Linked DNA regions of Sus scrofa: region 2 is linked to region 1. The links are chromatin contacts, called in public HiChIP or PLAC-seq maps. All regions are on one chromosome and are shown on one strand. Each heading gives the region's core, a stretch centred on a gene start, on an enhancer-like site or on the middle of the called end of the contact. The rest is flanking DNA. Distances are from core to core; before and after follow the strand shown. Region 1 overlaps GNPTAB (N-acetylglucosamine-1-phosphotransferase subunits alpha/beta). Region 2 holds the start of ARL1 (ADP ribosylation factor like GTPase 1).

Region 1 (3,903 bases), core at 434-2,933:
ATAGTGTGTGTTCATAAAACACAGGTCTAGTGTAAGTGACCTCATATAAAACAAAATTACTAAGAAATTTCAGGAGTTCCTGTCATGGCTCAGTGGTTAACAAATCCGACTAGGAACCATGAGGTTGCAGGTTCGATCCCTGGCCTTGCTCAGTGGGTTAAGGATCCAGTATTGCCGTGAGCTGTGGTGTAGTTTGCAGATGTGGCTCTGGCGTAGGCTGGTGGCTACAGTTCCGATTTGACCCCTAGCCTGGGAACCTCCATATGCTGCGGGAGCGGCCCAAGAAATGGCAAAAAGACAAAAAAAAAAAGAAAGAAATTTCATTGCTTCTGGTAGAATTCCAAAAGCCAAAACATACCATGGCCCACTGTTTATTTCTGTGTGTGTGAATGCAAATATATCATGTATATATAAACAATAGTTTATAGTTTTCCCATAAGTGTGACCATGCTTCATTCCATTTACTTGATTTTTGCTGGTGGGGTTTTTTGTGTATCTCATCTATAGAACAGAGGCATCATAAAGGCAAAAGACTTGCTCATCTTATTCTTAACTATATCCCTACCTTTAACATTGCCTTGCCTATAGCAGCCAATTGATAAAATTTATTAGGTGAATGTATATATTTTGCACTGATAAAAGTACCAAGTACACAGAGTTCCCATTGTGGCTCAAAGGGTTAAGAACCCAACTGGACCCATGAGGATGTGGGTTCGATCCCTGGCCTCACTCAGTGGTTAAGGATCCAGCATTGCCACAAGCTGTGGTGAAGATCACAGATGAAGCTTGGACTCTGCATTGCTGTGACTGTGGTGTAAGCCAGCAGCTGCAGTTCTGATTCAACCCCTAGCCTGGGAATGTCCATATGCCACAGGTGAGGCCCTAAAAAGGAAAAAAAAAAGTACAAAGTACAAGTACATGCTTGGAATTACTGAATTTTTTTTAATGTCTTTTTGTCTTTTTAGGGCCACGCCCACGGCATATGGAGGTTCCCAGGCTAGGGGTCAAATCAGAGCCACAGATGCTGGCCTACACCACAGCTCACAACAACGCTGGATCCTTAACCCACTGAGCAAGCCAGGGATCCAACCCAAAACCTCACAGTGCCTAGTCGGATTCGTTTCTGCTGTGCTACGACAGAACTCCCAAAGTTTTGTTGAATTGACTTTTTTTGTGTGCCTTTTTTGGCCATGCCCACAGCACATAGAAGTTCCCAGGCCAGGAATCCAACCTGTGCCACTGCAGTGACAATGTAGGATCCTTAACCCTCTGTGTCACCAGGGAACTCCTTTCTGTGGCTTTATATTTCTTTGCTTTGTGCCTTTATCTTTGTAATTTCGTTTGCTCTTATTCTCTGAATTTACTCTGTTGCTCTTGAACTAGTTTCTCAAATTTGATAAGTAGCTCAATTTTTTCAGTGTTTATTGTTTTTCATTAATGTTCCAAAACTTTAAGCATCCCTCTAAGTGCTAATGTTATTGCATCCCTAGGGTAAGATAGACACTGGACTCTCTGGGTGTGCACGGCTGGGACAGAGCATCACCAATGTCCTCACACATTGGTACATTAAGCTACCATGCAGCATGTGGGGAAAAAAGCAAAAACCACACACTGGAGTCAGGAAGCGCCCCCTTCCTCCTGCAATATCCCTTCAGCGCCCTCTACTGGCAAAGTTTAGCATTAGACTCGCTGCAAAGGAAAAATGCTTGAGTCCAAGTCCATTATCACAGAGCCCGGTTCTGAAGGGGTGACTTTGGAGCTGAGAAGCAGCAACTCATAGCTGGTATCCCTAAAATTAGGTGTGATTTAGATTCTCCTCATCAGATGAATTCACAGAAGGTCTTAATCTAAGAGTGATATGGGGTGAGAAGCCCGGGAAAGGGCACATGTTTTTTTGCTAGTGAGTTGGTGCCTATGTGCCAGTGGTTCTGAGGCCAGCAGTGCTGGAAGCAGCTTCCTGCCTCTGCTCTTCCCCCGACCTCATCAGAATCCACAGCTCCACTGGAGCTCAGTTCAACCGAGGTTTTGGGAACACATCCTACAAATTCAACCTAAAGTCTCTTTGTTCAGCTCTCATAATGGTTTATGGATGAACTAACTGAATCCCTTTCTTTTTAAATCAATGCGTGGGAGTTCCTGTCACGGCTCAGCAGAAATGAATCTGACTAGCATCCATGAGGACGCAAGTTCGATCCCTGGCCTTGCTCAGGGGGTTAAGGTTCCAGAATCACCATGAGCTCTGGTATAGGTCAGACATGGCTCGGATCTGGTGCAGTTGTGGCTGTGACATAGGCCGGCAGCTGTAGCTCTGATTCCACCCTAGCCTGTGAACCTCCATATGGCACAGGAGCAGCCCTAAAAAAAAAGACAAAAATAAAAATAAAGTAAATCAAGGAGTGGATTCTTCAGTCTACAAATTATTAATCTAACCCAAAGAAAAAGAATGGATTTTACATGATATTGACACGTTGGAATTCATTGAGGCTTCCTTTGCCGCCTAGTACGTGGTCAAGCTTAGTGAAAATTTCAGGTTTGCTCAAAAAGAATGTATGCTCCCTTTCTCCTCTCCCCCTCACTCTCTCTCTCCCTGGCTCTTAATTACTTTCCCATTTACATTTTCACGAGTCATCCATTTAACTACAGGTTCCAACAATTTCCCAGGATCAATATCAAGCCCACCATGATATACTTTGCTGAACCCACGTGTTTGCAAAAGCTAATTCCTGTTCTACTGTTTGAAAGTTGTATCGATTTCCTGATTCCCACACCTTTGGCATTTCTGATCTCCATAATTTTATTAGTTTTTAGTTTTCTGCTTCTTAGAGCCAAATTAGTGAGCACTCAACATATGTATGTGAGTATTCAAAAATTCTGATTATCTAACTCGTTGCAATATTAAGTGCAAAATGCCTTCAGAAGACTGTCAGAGGTACTCTGTTTTTTTTTTTAATTTTGTGGTCACATATGCAACATATGGAAGTTCCCAGCAGGGATCAAATCCAAGCTGCAGCTGTGACCTATGCCAAAACTTTGGCAATGCCAGGTCCTTAACCCACTGCACCACATCAGGGATTGAAGTGGCAATGCCACAGAGAGAAGACAGATCATTAACCCACTGTGCCTCAGTGGGAACTCCACACTCTGATATTTGGCTACAAAGCTTCAGCAATGCTTTAAATTTATTATGGTCACTGCAACCAATACTAAGGAAACAGGGTAAATCCATGTGATGCCAACTATATAGTGAAGGGCACCAAATCCAAAGTTAATTTATCTAAAATGCAAATGTTGGCATTCCCCCTGTGATGCAATGGGATCAGCATCTCTGCAGCACTAGGATGCAGGTTCAGTCGCCTACCTGGTACAGTGGGTTAAGGATCCAGCTCCTGGGACACAATCACTGCAGTGCAGGTCATAACTGTGGCTACGATCTGATCGACGGCCCAGGAACTCCATATGCCACAGGGCTGCCTAAAAAAGAAAATAATAAAACCTAAAAATAAATAAAATGCAAATGCCACAGTAGAAAAAATAAAATCCAGCCTCTGTCCTCTGGTGCCAAAGAGAAACACACACCAGAGTTTTGGGCAGAGAGAAATAAAGCTTTATTGCTTTGCCAGGCAAAGGTGGCCACAGCAGGTGAATGCCTTAAAGCCGGTGCCCTCCCTTGGGAGAGAATAGGAAATGGTTTTATAGTTTGGGAGTGGAAAATAGGGCCAGAGATAAGGACACAAGCTTGCATTCTTCTTCAGAGCAGGTGTTTAGCAGCCCCAGGACTGGTTCTGATCGTCCTCCACTTAGGTTTTCATTTGCTGGGGGTTTTGGTTCTGCAGACGAGCTCAAAGTAGTATATGTGAAGAGGGCCCAGGACACCCCCCGCCCCCCCCCCGCAAGGCTGCACTA
Region 2 (3,919 bases), core at 1,286-3,785, 440 kb before region 1:
TGCTAAGCAAGTAGACTGGAAGTGTTCTCATCACACACACAAAAAGGTTAACTATGTAAGGTGATGGATGTATAAATCTGCTTGATTTGGTAATCATTTCACAATGTATACCTACATCAAAACTGTATCCCTTAAATATATGCAATTTTTATCATTCATACCTCAATAAAGCTGGAAAAAGTTAAAATTTTAAAATTATCCTTTGTCTCTGCAGGACTTCCCAACAATAGGTTAAGGTGTTGATTCATTTGCATTGTTTAAATAAAATAACCCCTAGGAATAAGGGAAGTGGAAATTTGGAATCTTTATTCTTTTTAGAATAAAAGAAAGCACTTTTAAAATAAGTCTTTTCTGGAGTTTCCGTCATGGTGCAGCGAAAAGGAATCCGACTAGGAACCATGAAGTTGCGGGTTCAATCCTTGGCCTCCATCACTGGGTCAAGGATCTGGTGTTGCTGTGAGCTGTGGTGTAGGCCACAGATGGGGTTCGAATCCTGCATTGCTGTGACTCTGGTGTAGGCCGGTGGCTACAGCTTCGATTGGACCCCCAGCCTGGAAACCTCCATATGCTGCGGGTGAGGCCCTAAAAAGCAAAATAAATAAATAAATAAATGAAAAGAAATAAAAAATAAAAGAAGTTTTTTCTGCAGCTCCTGTTAAGAATCCGACATAGTGAGGATGCAGGCTGGATCCCTGGCCTCACTCAATGGGTTAAGGATCCAGCATTGCTGCAAGCTGCAGCATGGATCACAGATGTGGCTCAGATCCAGTGTTGCTGTGGGTGTGGTGCAGGCCAGTGGCTGCAGCTCCAATTCAACCTCTAGCCTGGTAACGTCCATATGCCACAGGTGCAACCATTAAAAAGAAATAACTAACTATATATGCATGTTTGAGTCACTTTGCTGTACTGCAGAAATTATCCCAACACTGTAAATCAATTACACTTCAATAATTTTTTTTTTTTTTTTTTTTTACAATGGCACTTGTGGCCTCTATAAGTTCCCAAGCCAGGAGTTTAATCGAGTTTAATCAGAGCTGCAGCTGAGGCCTACACAACAACCACAGCAACACCAGATTCCAGCCATCTGTGACCTATGCCCCAGCTTGCAGCAACAGCCAGAACCTTAACCCACTGAACGATGCCAGAGACCCAACCCACATCCTCACAGAGACAAGGTAGGGTCCCTAACCCACTGAGCCACAATAGAAAGTGGGAGGTGGGAAGAAAAGTGAAGGGTTTTGAAAAAAGACAGGTAAGGTGTTCCTGCTCTGGTGCAGCAGAAATGAATCTGACTAGTATCCATGAGGGTGCAATTTCCATTTCTGGCCTTGCTCAGTGGGTCGGGGATCCTGCATTGCCCTGAGCTGCGGTGTAGGTCGCAGACCAGGATCCTGCGTTGCTGTGGAGTAGGCCGGCAGCTATAGCTCCAATTTCACCCCTAACCTGGGAACTTTCAAATGCCTCAGGTGCGGCCCTAAAAAAAAAAAAAAAAAGTAAGCGCTTGTGATGTTCCAGAGCAAGAAGTAAACTCCCGAGAAAATCGCAAAGAATTTGCATCATTTGGAGAGATGTAAACAGGTTTAAAAATCTGCACCTTCAGGTGGGCTCTATCGGGGAGGGAAGCGGTCTTTACCTGACGCTTGTAGTGACGATGTAGTTCCCTCAATTAGCACTCCAAAAATTGAGATTAAAACATCATCTCTAGTAATACTCTGCCCATTTCCTCCTCCACTTTATTATCTACGTGAAAAGCTACAGACAAATGCAAGCTACAGACGAATGCCAAATTGGCAATAAAATATTACGAGTAACCCTACGAGCAACCCGCTCCCTCCCTCTTGGATTTTAAGTGTCGCTGTTCCAGAGACAGGGAGAAAGAATCAAGCTTCCACTACAAGGTCAGATCTCATCTTTCACCGAAGAAACCTCAGGGAACCTACGACTGACACGTTGCCAAGCTTCGCAAGACCGGCTCCGCCCAGCAGGTCGAGCTGGGTCCGAGGGAAGAGAGACCCAGCTGTCCCCACCTATGACCCCGCCGGGAAAAAGGTGAAACAAGGGCAGGGGAGAAGGTTCGAGGTACGGTCCATGCAGACCCATCCAAGAGCCCCGTTAAGTGTTGTTCAGCGACCCGCCCTCTAAAACGCCGACTATTCCGGGCTTTCCCGGCCGGCCCCAGCTCTGGGCCTCGGCCTCTCGAGCGCGCGCAGGCTCCCTTCTCAGGTCTCTCACCCATGATGAACCTCCTCTCCGCCCTCGTCGATCGTCAGAGACCGGCCCCAGCCTTGGCAACGACTCCTATTCGAGCCTTGGCGCCGCCACCGCCCCTCGCCTAGGCCTGCACTCCAGCTCCGTCTCCAGCTCCGAGGCGGTTTCCTTGGAAGCCTGGTCAGCCAGCAACTTCCACGTCGGACTCCCGGCGGGGGCGGGAGCAAGGCTGCCGCCGCGGCTGCGCGCTGGGAACAGCGGCCTGAGGGTCCGCGTCTTCACTTTCCACACAAATCCCCGGCGAACTGGGTGTAGATACTGTAGAACCTACGAGAGAAAAAAAAAATCGAGAACCCCAAGTCGTTCCTGCTTCTGTTTTCTTGGACAAGAAGGGCTTCCTAAACAAGGAAATTCGAATTTTTATTTTAAACTCTAACCAACACACACACACCCCCCCCCCCACGAAAAGTGGCGAATCCGCCAACCAGGAATGCGTCTCGGGCCTCGATGCTGCAGCCTGACTGGACACCGGCGCTGCCTGCGACGGCGTAGCAATTGTTGGTCCTGAGGAGGCTTGCGGGGGTTGACCCAACTTTACCTGGGTCCTTTCTCCGATTAGGAAATAGGGCTACGTAATAATAATGGGAAGAGCCCCGAGCCACCAATGCGGAGCAGCCTTACACCTGCGGCCGCTAACAAGATTTTTGGCGTCGCAGTGTCCTGCAAGGTCAGCGTTAGAGTCCCTCCCCTTTTTCTTCCGCCTGTCCCTGAGTACCTGAGCACCCTTCCGGGATCTGCAGTGTGACAGACTGGACCAGAGCTTGGGCTCTGGGTTGGAGACTTGTTCCCTCGAGGGGAGTAATGTAAGGGTTTGACAGTAGTTACTGTTTTGACTTCAATTTTCAAATCTTCCAGCTGCCTGGCTTTGAACTAGATTCGTCTACTGCTCTCGCCTCCCCTTCTCAAATCTTAAGTTCACAGAAACTTTCCTTGCAAGGCAAAGGTTGCTTTTGTTTTGTTTTGTTCGAAAGGGGGAAAGCTGATCGGCCCTTTATTTATTTATTTATTTAGGTGTTTTGTTTTTGTTGTTGTTGTTGTTTGGTTTTTTTTTTTTTTGTCTTTTTTGCTATTTCTTTGGGCCGCTCCCGCGGCATATGGAGGTTCCCAGTTTAGGGGTCGAATCAGAGCTGTAGCCACCGGCCTACGCCAGAGCCACAGCAATGCGAGATCCGAGCCGCGTCTGCAACCTACACCACAGCTCATGGCAACGCCAGATCGTTAACCCACTGAGCAAGGGCAGGGACCGAACCCTCAACCTCATGGTTCCTAGTCGGATTCGTTAACCACTGCGCCACGACGGGAATTCCGGCCCTTTATTTAAACACCTGGACCTTTTTAAGTCAGAGCTTTAAGCATTGCGTTGTCCCACTGTTGGACGTCAGCGTGCATGATTCCACTGATATTTTTCACTTATTTATACATTTCCAATACTTCTCCGCCAAGATTAGCTGCTGTCACTTGGCAGATCTTTGCCATTGCTATTTCAAATTTATGTCAACGTCAAGATTTATGTTTCCAGGAGTTCCCGCAGTGGCTCAGTGGTATCGAATCTGACTAGTATCCATGAGGACTCTGATTCAATCCCTGACCTTGTTCAGTGGGTTAAGGATCTCGCGTTGAAGTGAGCTGTGGTGTAGGTCGAAGACGCGGC

The links. HiChIP or PLAC-seq counts read pairs in DNA pulled down with a chosen protein or histone mark.
Region 2: a contact with region 1 is called in an H3K27ac HiChIP or PLAC-seq map of alveolar macrophages. The contact joins the promoter of ARL1 here to the enhancer-like site in region 1. A contact is called at or near these places in 9 of 47 Hi-C or Micro-C datasets (brain, embryonic fibroblasts, epiblast stem cells and 6 more) and 1 of 2 datasets of contacts at active chromatin or transcription factors (alveolar macrophages).

What each region holds. Positions count from the first base shown.
Region 1 is chr5:82,355,576-82,359,478 of Sscrofa11.1, reverse strand. All of the region lies in intron 8 of GNPTAB (N-acetylglucosamine-1-phosphotransferase subunits alpha/beta), which reads right to left. Among named protein-coding and RNA genes, the nearest start is that of DRAM1, 32 kb to the right of the region's middle. Within about 2 kb of position 1,683, at least 4 of the 83 cell types and tissues checked have an H3K27ac peak or open chromatin away from gene starts, as enhancers often do. A contact at or near this core is called in alveolar macrophages, where this site is marked.
Region 2 is chr5:82,794,654-82,798,572 of Sscrofa11.1, reverse strand. ARL1 (ADP ribosylation factor like GTPase 1) reads right to left here and starts at 2,535. Exons shown (of 6, transcript NM_001031784.2): 1 at 2,233-2,535. The coding sequence starts at 2,236.